3 separate regions of the Mus musculus genome follow, and all the other regions are linked to region 3. Evidence: chromatin contacts called from public HiChIP or PLAC-seq and promoter capture Hi-C data. All regions are on one chromosome and are shown on one strand. Each heading gives the region's core, a stretch centred on a gene start, on an enhancer-like site or on the middle of the called end of the contact. The rest is flanking DNA. Distances are from core to core; before and after follow the strand shown.

Region 1 (3,381 bases), core at 15-2,514, 330 kb after region 3:
CATGATTTTCCTTCTCAGGGAACGTTTGTTAGCCTGGAGGTATTTTCACTTGTATCAAGTGAGAGAAGGGGCACACTATTCTTTGTGGAAATGTAGGGATGGTGTTAGGCATCCTGCAACCTCTACAGCAATAAATTACCCTGCCCCAAATCTCAATAGTTCTGTATTTAGAAAAAAAAAAAAAAAAACTCTAGAGCCGGGCAATGTGGTGCACGCCTTTAATCCCAGCACACGGGAGGCAGAGGCAGGCGGATTTCTGAGTTTGAGGCCATTCTGGTCTACAAAGTGAGTTCTAGGACCGCCAGGGTTACACAGAGAAACCCTGTCTAGAAAAACCAAAAAAAAAAAAAAAAAAAAAAAGAAAAGAAAAGAAAAAAGAAACAGAAGAAGAAGAAGAAGAAGAAGAAGAAGAAGAAGAAGAAGAAGAAGAAGAAGAAGAAGAAGCAGAAGCAGCAACTCTAATAGAAATCCAGTTTCTCCTTCTAATATTCATAACACAAATCACTTTCCACCCACGGTGTTTCCCCACACCAACCAAATGACTACTAACTGCATTTAGGGGACACCAGCCACTAATTCAAATCTAATGGCAGGCAGGTCCTGCAGCTAGAGGCGTAGTCCCAAGATTGTGTGGCACCCTGCCCCTCCAGCTCCACATTAGATGCAAATCTGAAGTCCCAGGTTGTTTCAAGTATACTTAATGACCAACCAGCTGGCAATTGAGGTTCAACTGAGATTCAATTAATTGGGTTAAATTAATTATCTAGCTATCTCAAAGGCGGAGAAGCAAGTTATAGTCCTTTTAAAACCTAGAGCGTTTCAAAGTGTAGTCTAATCTTTGTAGCTAAAGAATATCAAAGTGATGGCTCCCCTAACTCAGAAGCGGCTAGAAGAGGACAGACCTTCAAAAGTACAGGGGTATGATGGAAGCTCTCTTGGCCTCTCCACCCCTGCCTCCACCATCAGGCACGCGCGCGCATGCGCCGCACTTTAAGTCGCCCCTTCGGAGGCGCTCCCCCCCACCCCCCACCCCCAGGTTCGTTTCTAGCCCAGCCTCGAGTGGAAGGTGGATAGATGCTCAGGACACTTCTTTAAACCGCGAACTGTGGAACTCTACTCCAATAGAGGCCGGAGCCCCAAGTCGGAACCACATTTCCTCGCTGACTTTCTGAGCTAGCACTTCCGCCCAGAGAGGGGCTGGAATCTCCGAGACCCTTCCGGCGCTTGCGAGGGATTGAAAAGGCACTTCCGGTGTCTGTTGCCAAGGCGCCGGCCGGCCCGCGGGCCGTGAGGGCGACACTGGTGGCGTCGTCCTCTGCCCCCCATCCCCGGGGGCGAGATGTCGGGGCTCAGCCACTTAGAGTCGGAGGGCTGCCGAAACCTACTCGGCCTGCTGGACAACGACGAGATCATGGCCCTTTGCGACACCGTCACCAACCGCCTGGTGCAGCCTGTGGACCGCCAAGGTAGGCGCCGGCAGGGGCCTTGTCACCCCCAGGGGTCGGGTCCGGTCGGGTCCGGTCGGGTCCGGTTGTCGCCGAAGCCCAGGGAAGGCCTCCGGGTTGGCGCTGCACAGCTCTGCAGCCTCCCCGCCCGCCGGCCGAGCCGGGTCCCGGCGCGCTGGTGAGTCGGACCGTGGTACCGGCTGGGCAAACTTTTGCGGACATGCGGACCCGGATGAGCACCAGATGAGCCCATTCCCATGATTTTTAAGAGCATCCCAGAGTATGTTTCAGTTTTCAGTTTCGATCTCCACGGAGATCAGTCAGCTCCTGCTGTTTTCTTTCAGCCCGAAGGGAAATAATAAACACTATTTGTCAGTGTCTTAGGTAAATACCCACCGAAACAAATAAAAGGCGGACAGTTTTAATCCACGTATGTCAAGGAATGCTCAGCCTCTTCGTCCTACATTCATTCCTAGTTGGGAAGTAGCAAGACCACAGCTTCTTTTGTTTTTGTTTTTTAAATCAAAAGGTTGTATAAAAGACAAAACGGACATATGTACGTTGCATTTATAAGACATTAAAAATATCCTTACTAAAATACATTAGTGAAACGAATGTTGTTGAAAAGAAAGGGATAGAAAATGACAGACAAAACAAAAAGAAGAACACCCTCAAGCCTCCAAAACAAACCACCAAATTTAGTAGCTATTCTGAAATGGATGGGGAAAAGGTGATAGCGTCTTTAGGGAAGTTGGAAATAGGGGCATCAAAGATACTGTGTGTCTGTGGAATAAGATCTTTGGAAGGTAGATGTAATGAGTGCATTGTCTTTTTCTTTTTCTTTTTTTTAATTCTTGCTATTTTGCAGCAGTAGTCTATTTGAAAGATATTTGGTCTGTGCTTTCAGCCCAACTTTTTAGTTTAAAAACATCTTGATGCTGCTGTTTTTCAGCTTCGATTATCTGTAAAATCAGAAGTTTGACAACATTCCTTGGTATCATATATTGTGATTTTAATCATTTTTTTCAAGGTTTATGGATCTTAGGTATTTGGGGCATAGAAATACATTTTTTTTCTGGGTCAGAAATTTTCTGGGTCACTGTGTAGTCCTGGCTGTCTTTGATTCACTTTGTAGACCAGGCTGGCCTCGAACTCAAGAGATCTGGCTGCTTCTGCTGGGTCTAAGGGTGTGTACCACCACTGCCTAGCAAGGTAAAGGAAGTTTAAAATTTAAGGGATTAAAAAAGCAGACAGATGAGCCGGGCGTGGTGGCGCTCGCCTTTAATCCCAGCACTGGGGAGGCAGAGGCAGGTGGATCTCTGAGTTTGAGGCCAGCCTGGTCTACAAAGTGAGTTCCAGGACAGCCAGGGCTATACAGAGAAACTCGGTCTCGAAAAACCAAAAAAAGAAAAAGAAAAAAAAAAGCAGACAGATGGGTAAGTTCTTGCTTTTCAAGCCATAGGCCATGTTGTATAAAAGCAAGAATCAGGACAAGAGCTTAAATCATTTTCAATAAAATCAAAACTTTTGCTGAAGTTGGGCAAATTAACAAGTGCCTTGTAACTGTCTGTTATTTGTTGTTACTTCTTTTCCAGATGCTATTCATGCAATATTAGTGTATAGCCAAAATGTAGAAGAACTTCTGAGGCGCAAGAAAGTCCACCGAGAAGTCATATTTAAGTATTTGGCAAAGCAAGGGGTGGTTGTACCTCCAACTGCTGAAAAACACAATCTTATTCAGTATGCAAAAGATTACTGGGCAAAACAGTCACCAAAACTGAAGGACACAGCAGAGCCAGTTACAAAGACGGAGGACATCCAGCTCTTTAAGCAGGTATATTAGATTTGTACTTACATTCCAAATCCCTATTCTGTCTGAAACTGTGCACAATCCTGGCTCTGAGGTGCATGGTTCATAGTCCTTTTGTTTTCCAGT
Region 2 (3,309 bases), core at 256-2,755, 370 kb before region 3:
TTACTTTGTGGGGAAATGTGATAAAAAGGCATTTGTGAAATTGTAATGTATTCATGTTATGATATTTCTAACTTCCAACTCTGCATCCAGTTATGCAACCAGGTATGTCACTACAAACAATAAAATTTTGCCTTTCACCATAGGTATCAGTAAAAAATTCTTAAACTTTGAAAACCTGTGAATTCTTTGCTTTATAAATGTACTGATCTTAAAGAGTGGCCTCTTAACATGTATATTGCTTATTTTTTTATGGGTTAATTTTGATTTTCTTTAAAAAAACATGAAATCTAATATAACTTCTAGTTCTTACTCTGCTGTCCATCCTTCTGTTGACACATTTAAATCATTTGTAAATGCATTGATCCCATTTCAGCATTTTATATTAGATATTTCATTTTTATAATTTTATAAATATGCTTTGTAGTGTTTAATCTGGATCCTGATATGAAATCTCAGCAAAACATGGACTCAAGATAGAACCATTTCAAAAGTAAATCCTATTTTTTTTCTCTTCCAAATTATATGAATCTGAGAGACATGAAAAAGATTTCAACATGCCACCTGCTGGATGGTCCCTGGTGATAAATTCTCTTGTTGTTGATACATGGGATTGAAGTCTCACATGTTTTATGCTCTCTCAAATCTGTTGCCTAATTTGTTCATTTGACCTTAAGCCCCAGTGAGGAACCTGGGTGGAATTCTCAGGATTTACTGGACAGTTTACTTGAGTTGTCAGTGAATATGCATCTTAGCCTTAGACAACCTGCAGATAGTTTATCATGTTGATAACCCTCTTTGCCTTCTCTATATCCCATGAAAAGAGGAACAGATTATTCATATTTCTGCCTGGTTATGTCTGTGCCATATGCTCATAATAGTGGCACACTCAGTGCATATGCTGTAATATGTTTTGTGTTGCTTATTTTCCTTTTTAAAAACATTTTATTGAATATTTTATGTATTTACATTTCAAATGTGATCCCCTTTCCCTGTTCTACCTCTGCAACTCCTGTCTCTTACCCCCTCCCCCTACTTCTATGAGGATGCTCCCTCTCCCACCCAATCCCACCTCACCACCCTGGCATTCCCCTACACTGGGGAATTGAGCCTTCACGTGACCAAGGGTTTCCCCTCCTATCGATGCTAGACAATGGTATCCTCTGCTACATATGCAGCTGAATTCATGGTGGTTTTGCTACCTTGAAGACTCCATTTCTCTTGGCTTGGCTCAGACAATTTAATAATTATCTTAAAAATATTTTTCTCAACTGCCTGAACCCATCCAACTTTAATAAATTGCATTATGTTTTCTAGCTTCATAGCAAGTTGTGTATTCTAGCTTCCTTCCTAAAAATCTCTCATACCTGAGCCTTAAAAACATCGACACAAATGTTGGATATAGAAGCCACAAGAGGAGGGAAGGAAACATATGTTTGTGATTAAGAACACAGACTCTGGAGCCTGCGAATTCTATTTCTGTGTTTTACTGGCCCTGCGATGATTACTTAACCTCTCCATGTCATTTTCTGATATATAAAAGCAGAAGTAATGACAATGTATTCCCCATATGATTTAATATTGTTTAAACACTTGAAATTAAACCTGGCTCACAAGAAGTCCTATGACCATGTTACTTAAGATTTTATTATACGCTGAGACACAGTATGATAGTAATAAATAATGAATTCTGAAAGTTAAGAGTCTGACCTAAAGTCTCGGGTATGTTCTTTCTGAACTATGTGCCCTTTAAAACTGGTTAAACTTTCTCTACTGCCAATTTCCTTCTTTGTTTTAGCTAATGGTGAGTAATGAAAAAAATAATATTGTTTGTGAGCATGGTGTGGTAGATGGTGAATGCCAAAAAATATTAATAATTTTGTGATGAATTGGAATTAGAAAAGTTTCAAATGTGTTTTCTATAATTCTGAGAAGGGAAATATGTTGAATTTTATCTCATGAGTGAAGACAGGGTAAAGCTGGAAGACAGATCAAAATAGATATGGATTAAATATTTCTGAGTAGAGATTTCAACTAGGAATTGAACATGCATCTTACAAAAGTGGTCTTATCTAAATTAAAATTGTAGAAACCATCACCATAGTAATGATATTTGCAGCCACAAGAGGAAAAAAAAAAAAAAAACAGTCCTCTGATGATAAAATGGAGGTTGGGTAAGTGGAAGGATTGTTTTGTGTTATCTTGGGGAATTCTGAATTTTGAAGTTAAATTGAGAAGACAGAACCAGAAAATGAGACAGAAAACCTGACGGTAGAGGTACACAAATAGGTAAGCAAGAAAGCCAGGCAGGCGTGGAACCCTAGAGCCTACAGGAGGGCAATTCTTTTGCAGAAAAGAGAAGTGTTATTTGTCAAAAGCTCCTTTGCAGGCAATCTTAATGGGAGCGCAAAAGTTCTCCTTGTGTTTCATCACTTGAAGTTTGACAGCTGGTTTGGGGAGATTGATGGTGATGGAAGTTAATTTGAAAAAGAAAGTAAGGAAGTGGGCATAGTGACTTGGAGCATTTTAGAGTGATTGACTGAGAAAGGAAGCAGACAAATTCAGATTATAACTGGCCAGAAATTATGAACTGAGGCATAAAGCTTTGAACGCAAATTCTGCTACAATATATGTGTAAACTGCTGCATGGCTAAAAACATAACAGTAAAGAAATACAGCATTTCAAAAGCAGAGGAGATTGGCTATGAATAATATGTGGAATAAATTGCCACTGGTGGCTGGGACAGAGATTTCTTTACTAGGAAAGGTAAGATATTGAGTTCAAATACTGTTAGCTTATAGATTTGGAGATGGGTATAAAATCAGACTCGAATTTGCTGGTCTTGGGGTTGCCATCCTACAGTCAAAAACTTTGACCCAGATTTGTTCCTATCTAAAAGAACTGCAGGGACAAAGATGGGGAAGAAACTGAGGGAAAGGAAAGGAAGTCAGTACAGTGACTGTCCCAAATTGGGATCCAGCTCAAGGGGAGGTCTGGGGCCCTGATATTATTACTGATGCTATGGTGTGCTCACAAACAGGAGCCTAGCATAGTTGTCCTCCGAGAGGCCCAACAAGCAGCTGAAAGAGTAAGATGCAGATAACTTACACCCAACCAATGGACTTCAGCCTGTGGGGTTGAATTAGGGAAAAGGAGGAAGAAACTGAGGAGGAGGGCAAACCAATAGGATGACCAGCAGTCTCAAATAACCTGGACCCCTGAGATATCTAATATTAATATTAATATTGATTGACTGATTGATATAATGTTACTAGTTAATAGGAGAATAAAATACTCACAGAAGCAAATAT
Region 3 (3,522 bases), core at 86-2,585:
GGAAAATGACTTCACTCTACACCGAGTGTCATAAATCTCAACTTCCGCTGTATTTCCTAAATAAGTAGCCATATATTTATATTGACATATATTTATAAGGGATGGGGCTAGAGCTATGCAATTTGAAACAGGGAAGTGAGTGTTAGGAAATATGGAAAGGAATGAAAATGGGAGGTAAATGCTAACACTGATCTGAAATCGCCACGATTCAGCTAACATTTACCAAGTACAGAGTGCCAGGCCTTATGCCTATAGACAGCATCTCATTTAAATATATGATGCCAGGGAACAAAGTTGGCATCACCAACAGAAGGAACATGAGCTGGAAAACACAGGCTTGGTTTATAAGGCAGATTTCTAAAAATTCACTTTGGATCATAGGAAGCGCGGGCATGGGAGAGAAGAGCAGAAAGTATATCTCTGTGATAGGGTTTTCCCAGAAAGATAAATCTACAGTCAGTCCTTGGGTACAACTCTATCGTGGTTGGGTCCACCATTGGACAGTGGGTATAGCTCTGCCCAAGAAAGTCTGTCCCTTATTGGCTCCCAGTGGAGACCTGCTTAAATTTTGCAAAATGTCTACCTTCCAGGAAACAGCCACATTCCAAGGTCAAGATAGATTTTGGCAGTTCCTGGCAGGGTGATGAAACCCCTGTAAAGAGCTATGAAATACAAATCTGGAAAGAAAGAAGGAAGAAGGAGGAGGAGGGGAGATAAATAATAGCAAAACAGCAAAGGTCAAATACCCTTTCAAGGTCACATCCTGGGAAAGCAATGGAGGGAGTTTTATTCCAAGATGTCTCTGGCATGAACCACCAAAAAGAAACTAAATCAACCTTGATTCAGTACCTTACCACCCCCCACCCCACCCTACCCCCGCTTCCTTTGCCCTCAACTCCATTTTTTTTTTCAAGAAATGCCTACTTTGTGAAATTGTGAGTAAACAGATCTCGGGGCCACCTACTAAGGCACTCTCCAAAATTGTTGCCTAAAATGCCTTTGTACCCGTCATCTGACCCTCGCTTTATTTCCACCCATCCTTAGAGGTTTTAAGACGCAAATGAAGGAAGGAGTCCGTCCAAGGATGAAAAGTTAAGGGAAACAAGATCGTTTTCTTTAAGCTATTTGCAGAAAGGTGCTTCGCATCATTTCCAGATTTCCCGAACAGATAATCTCCAAGGTATCAGTGGAGTTAAAAGGACGGGACTTTTTCCCTCCCCCTCCCTTCTCCAAGCATCAGTCCAAGGGGAGGGAGGGGACGAAAGAAGACACTGGGAGGAGGAGGAAAAGTGGAAGAAGCTAGAAGAGCGAGGTGCTGAGGTGATCCCCGGGGCGTCGGCCCTCGAGTGGACTGGCGTCTGGAACCCGCCCTAGAGCTGCGCCCCAAGCTGCAGCGCGCATTCAGCTCGCCACCCAAGAGCAGCCGGGACGCGCTGTTGTCGCCAGAGAACGACCGCGGCGGGCTAGGGACCAGAGCCCCTTAGCTTCGCTCTGGTGAGTACGCGAGGCTGCCCTGGGCACCGGAAAGCGCGCGGCGGGCGGCGGGAGGCACGGGATGGTCCGGCCCGGAGGCGGAGGTGTAGGGGTTGGGGATGACAATTCCTTCCCCCCTGCTACTTTGATGGAACCGCAAAAACTGAAGCTCGCTTCCCGAGGGCTAACTTTGAGGGAAAGGCAGGATCCTGGGTGGAGCAGGTGGTCTTCAGTGCATGAAGGGACCTGGTCCCAGACTCTGGGGAGAGGTGTGGGTTCCAGACCGTGACGCCAACATCCTAGTGAGGATGCAGGTATCCAGTGAGCTTGCCAAGGGTAGAAGCTAGGATGTGCAGAAACCCAACTAGAGGTCAGGAGTGTCATCGAATCCATCACTTGGTCATATCTGGAGATGGATCAAACAGAAAATGATAAGATCTGTGTAGGAGTTTGGGGAGGTGTAGACAAAAAAGCGTTGGTAGTTTTCCAACTTTACTTCCCGTGGGTCGGGACAGATGAGGTAAAGCTCCAAGCAGACCCTCACCTAGCTCCACAAAGTCCCTAGCTGCTACAGGAACTTGCCTAGGAAAGATTTGTTGGTCTCTTCTTGTTTACAGGGACCAATAGGCAAAGAAAAGGAAGGGATGGCAGAATGAGGGGCCATCCTCTTGTTCCTGGTGCTTGTATCCAAAAGGGGCTGAAAGACCCTTAGCTGCATGCCAAGAGTGAGGAATGAAAGAAAGGAGAGAAGCAAGCATATGCCCAGAGGTTGGCAGTTGGGCTGCCTTCGGTGTAGAATTTGGTTTGGCCACTGGGTAGGAACATGACTGAAATGTCCTGGCATGCATCTGAAGAAAACACTGAGGTAAAGACTTGTTTTCTCCTATAGCTAAGTGGTTCCTGAGGATGTCAGTGATTAATACAGGATGATGATGAGATGAAGGGTGGTAATTGAAGAAGGAATAAACAGGTAGCCTGCCCAGCCCTCAAGTTTTTCTGGAGAACCTAAGTCATTGTCATTCACCTGCATTTTAAAGGTGCTAGTGCCCAGACCCACCCACCCCCAAATGTTTTCAAATGAATTATATTTCTATCCCGTTTACATATACATCTGTGAGCCTAGAGTTGATGATCAGCAATATGGTGATATTCACATTTGATTTGCCCTAAATGTCTGTTTATGGGGAGACAGACGGAAGGAACTTGGCTGTCTTCCATTGAGGGAACGACAATCCCACACAGCTGAGGGAGACTGAAGAAGCAGCCCTTCTCTATGGCTTTCAATGACCCCCTTCTCCCCAGTCTGTAAATTTAAGGGCAAGTGCTAATATCGCTACTCCCAGCTTTCTCATAAGATGAAGTAGTCCTTGCCTTTGCCCATCTTACTCAAACCTACCTGCTCAGGGTCAGTTCCATAAGGAAAACTGTTGCTTGCTGAGCTCGCTCAAAGGTGGTCTTTTCATCTTTGTGTAGGGTGTTCTTCAAAGAACTAAGATGTTTCTGGACAAAGGCTGTCCATACCTGCCTGGTATTAGTCATGAGTTTCCAGAAGTACCATATAACTTAGTTTCCCATTTTTATCAAAGAAATTTTAGTAAAATTTCCCACTTACTCCTTAGTTAATGTGTCATATGTTCAAGCTTCATCCACTTAGGCTTACTGCAGAGCTAATGGCTATATGCACCACAGAAGCTGTTCCACTCTGACAGACCACCAAGGGCTTTGTTTATTAGGGTGAAGATGTAAGGAACAATGCAGGGTTTGCCCCTTGCTTCCTCAGGGGGACTCCACGCAGAGCGCTGAATAGGCTCTTTTTATTCTTTAAGATAAATAAAAACACTCAACTTGTTTTTTAGGAGTTCTTAGATAGGTTGTTCTTATAAATGCTACCACAGAAGTGATCACAACAGCTCATCTCTCTGTAAGGAAATGCCTTGTTTTCACAAGAAATTTGGCACGTGTGGTTTTTTCCAGAGGCTTCCCAACATTAAAACATCTTCATGGAAAGTACAGATGTTGAAAGTTCTCTTCTAGCGAAAGTGGTCTCTT

Evidence for each region. Promoter capture Hi-C pulls out the DNA fragments that hold promoters and counts their contacts. HiChIP or PLAC-seq counts read pairs in DNA pulled down with a chosen protein or histone mark.
Region 1: a promoter capture Hi-C map of neural stem cells shows a contact between it and region 3. The contact joins the promoter of 4930453N24Rik here to the promoter of Htr1f in region 3. A contact is called at or near these places in 1 of 39 promoter capture datasets (neural stem cells), 2 of 484 Hi-C or Micro-C datasets (nephron progenitors and pancreatic cancer cells) and 1 of 9 other capture datasets (pancreatic islet).
Region 2: a contact with region 3 is called in an H3K4me3 HiChIP or PLAC-seq map of craniofacial prominence, with 5 times the contacts expected there. The contact joins the enhancer-like site here to the promoter of Htr1f in region 3. A contact is called at or near these places in 9 of 39 promoter capture datasets (the 3T3-L1 cell line, the C10 cell line, the HPC-7 cell line and 5 more), 2 of 15 datasets of contacts at CTCF or cohesin (large pre-B cells and pro-B cells), 4 of 484 Hi-C or Micro-C datasets (LSK cells, bone marrow-derived macrophages, cerebral cortex and 1 more), 1 of 115 datasets of contacts at active chromatin or transcription factors (craniofacial prominence) and 2 of 9 other capture datasets (embryonic stem cells and liver).

What each region holds. Positions count from the first base shown.
Region 1 is chr16:64,768,822-64,772,202 of GRCm38.p6, reverse strand. 4930453N24Rik (RIKEN cDNA 4930453N24 gene) reads left to right here and starts at 1,264. Exons shown (of 3, transcript NM_026273.2): 1 at 1,264-1,466; 2 at 3,041-3,279. The coding sequence starts at 1,340.
Region 2 is chr16:65,469,022-65,472,330 of GRCm38.p6, reverse strand. No RefSeq gene overlaps it. Among named protein-coding and RNA genes, the nearest start is that of Pou1f1, 50 kb to the left of the region's middle. Within about 2 kb of position 1,505, at least 13 of the 459 cell types and tissues checked have an H3K27ac peak or open chromatin away from gene starts, as enhancers often do. A contact at or near this core is called in bone marrow-derived macrophages and craniofacial prominence, where this site is marked.
Region 3 is chr16:65,103,597-65,107,118 of GRCm38.p6, reverse strand. Htr1f (5-hydroxytryptamine (serotonin) receptor 1F) reads left to right here and starts at 1,335. Exons shown (of 3, transcript NM_008310.3): 1 at 1,335-1,494.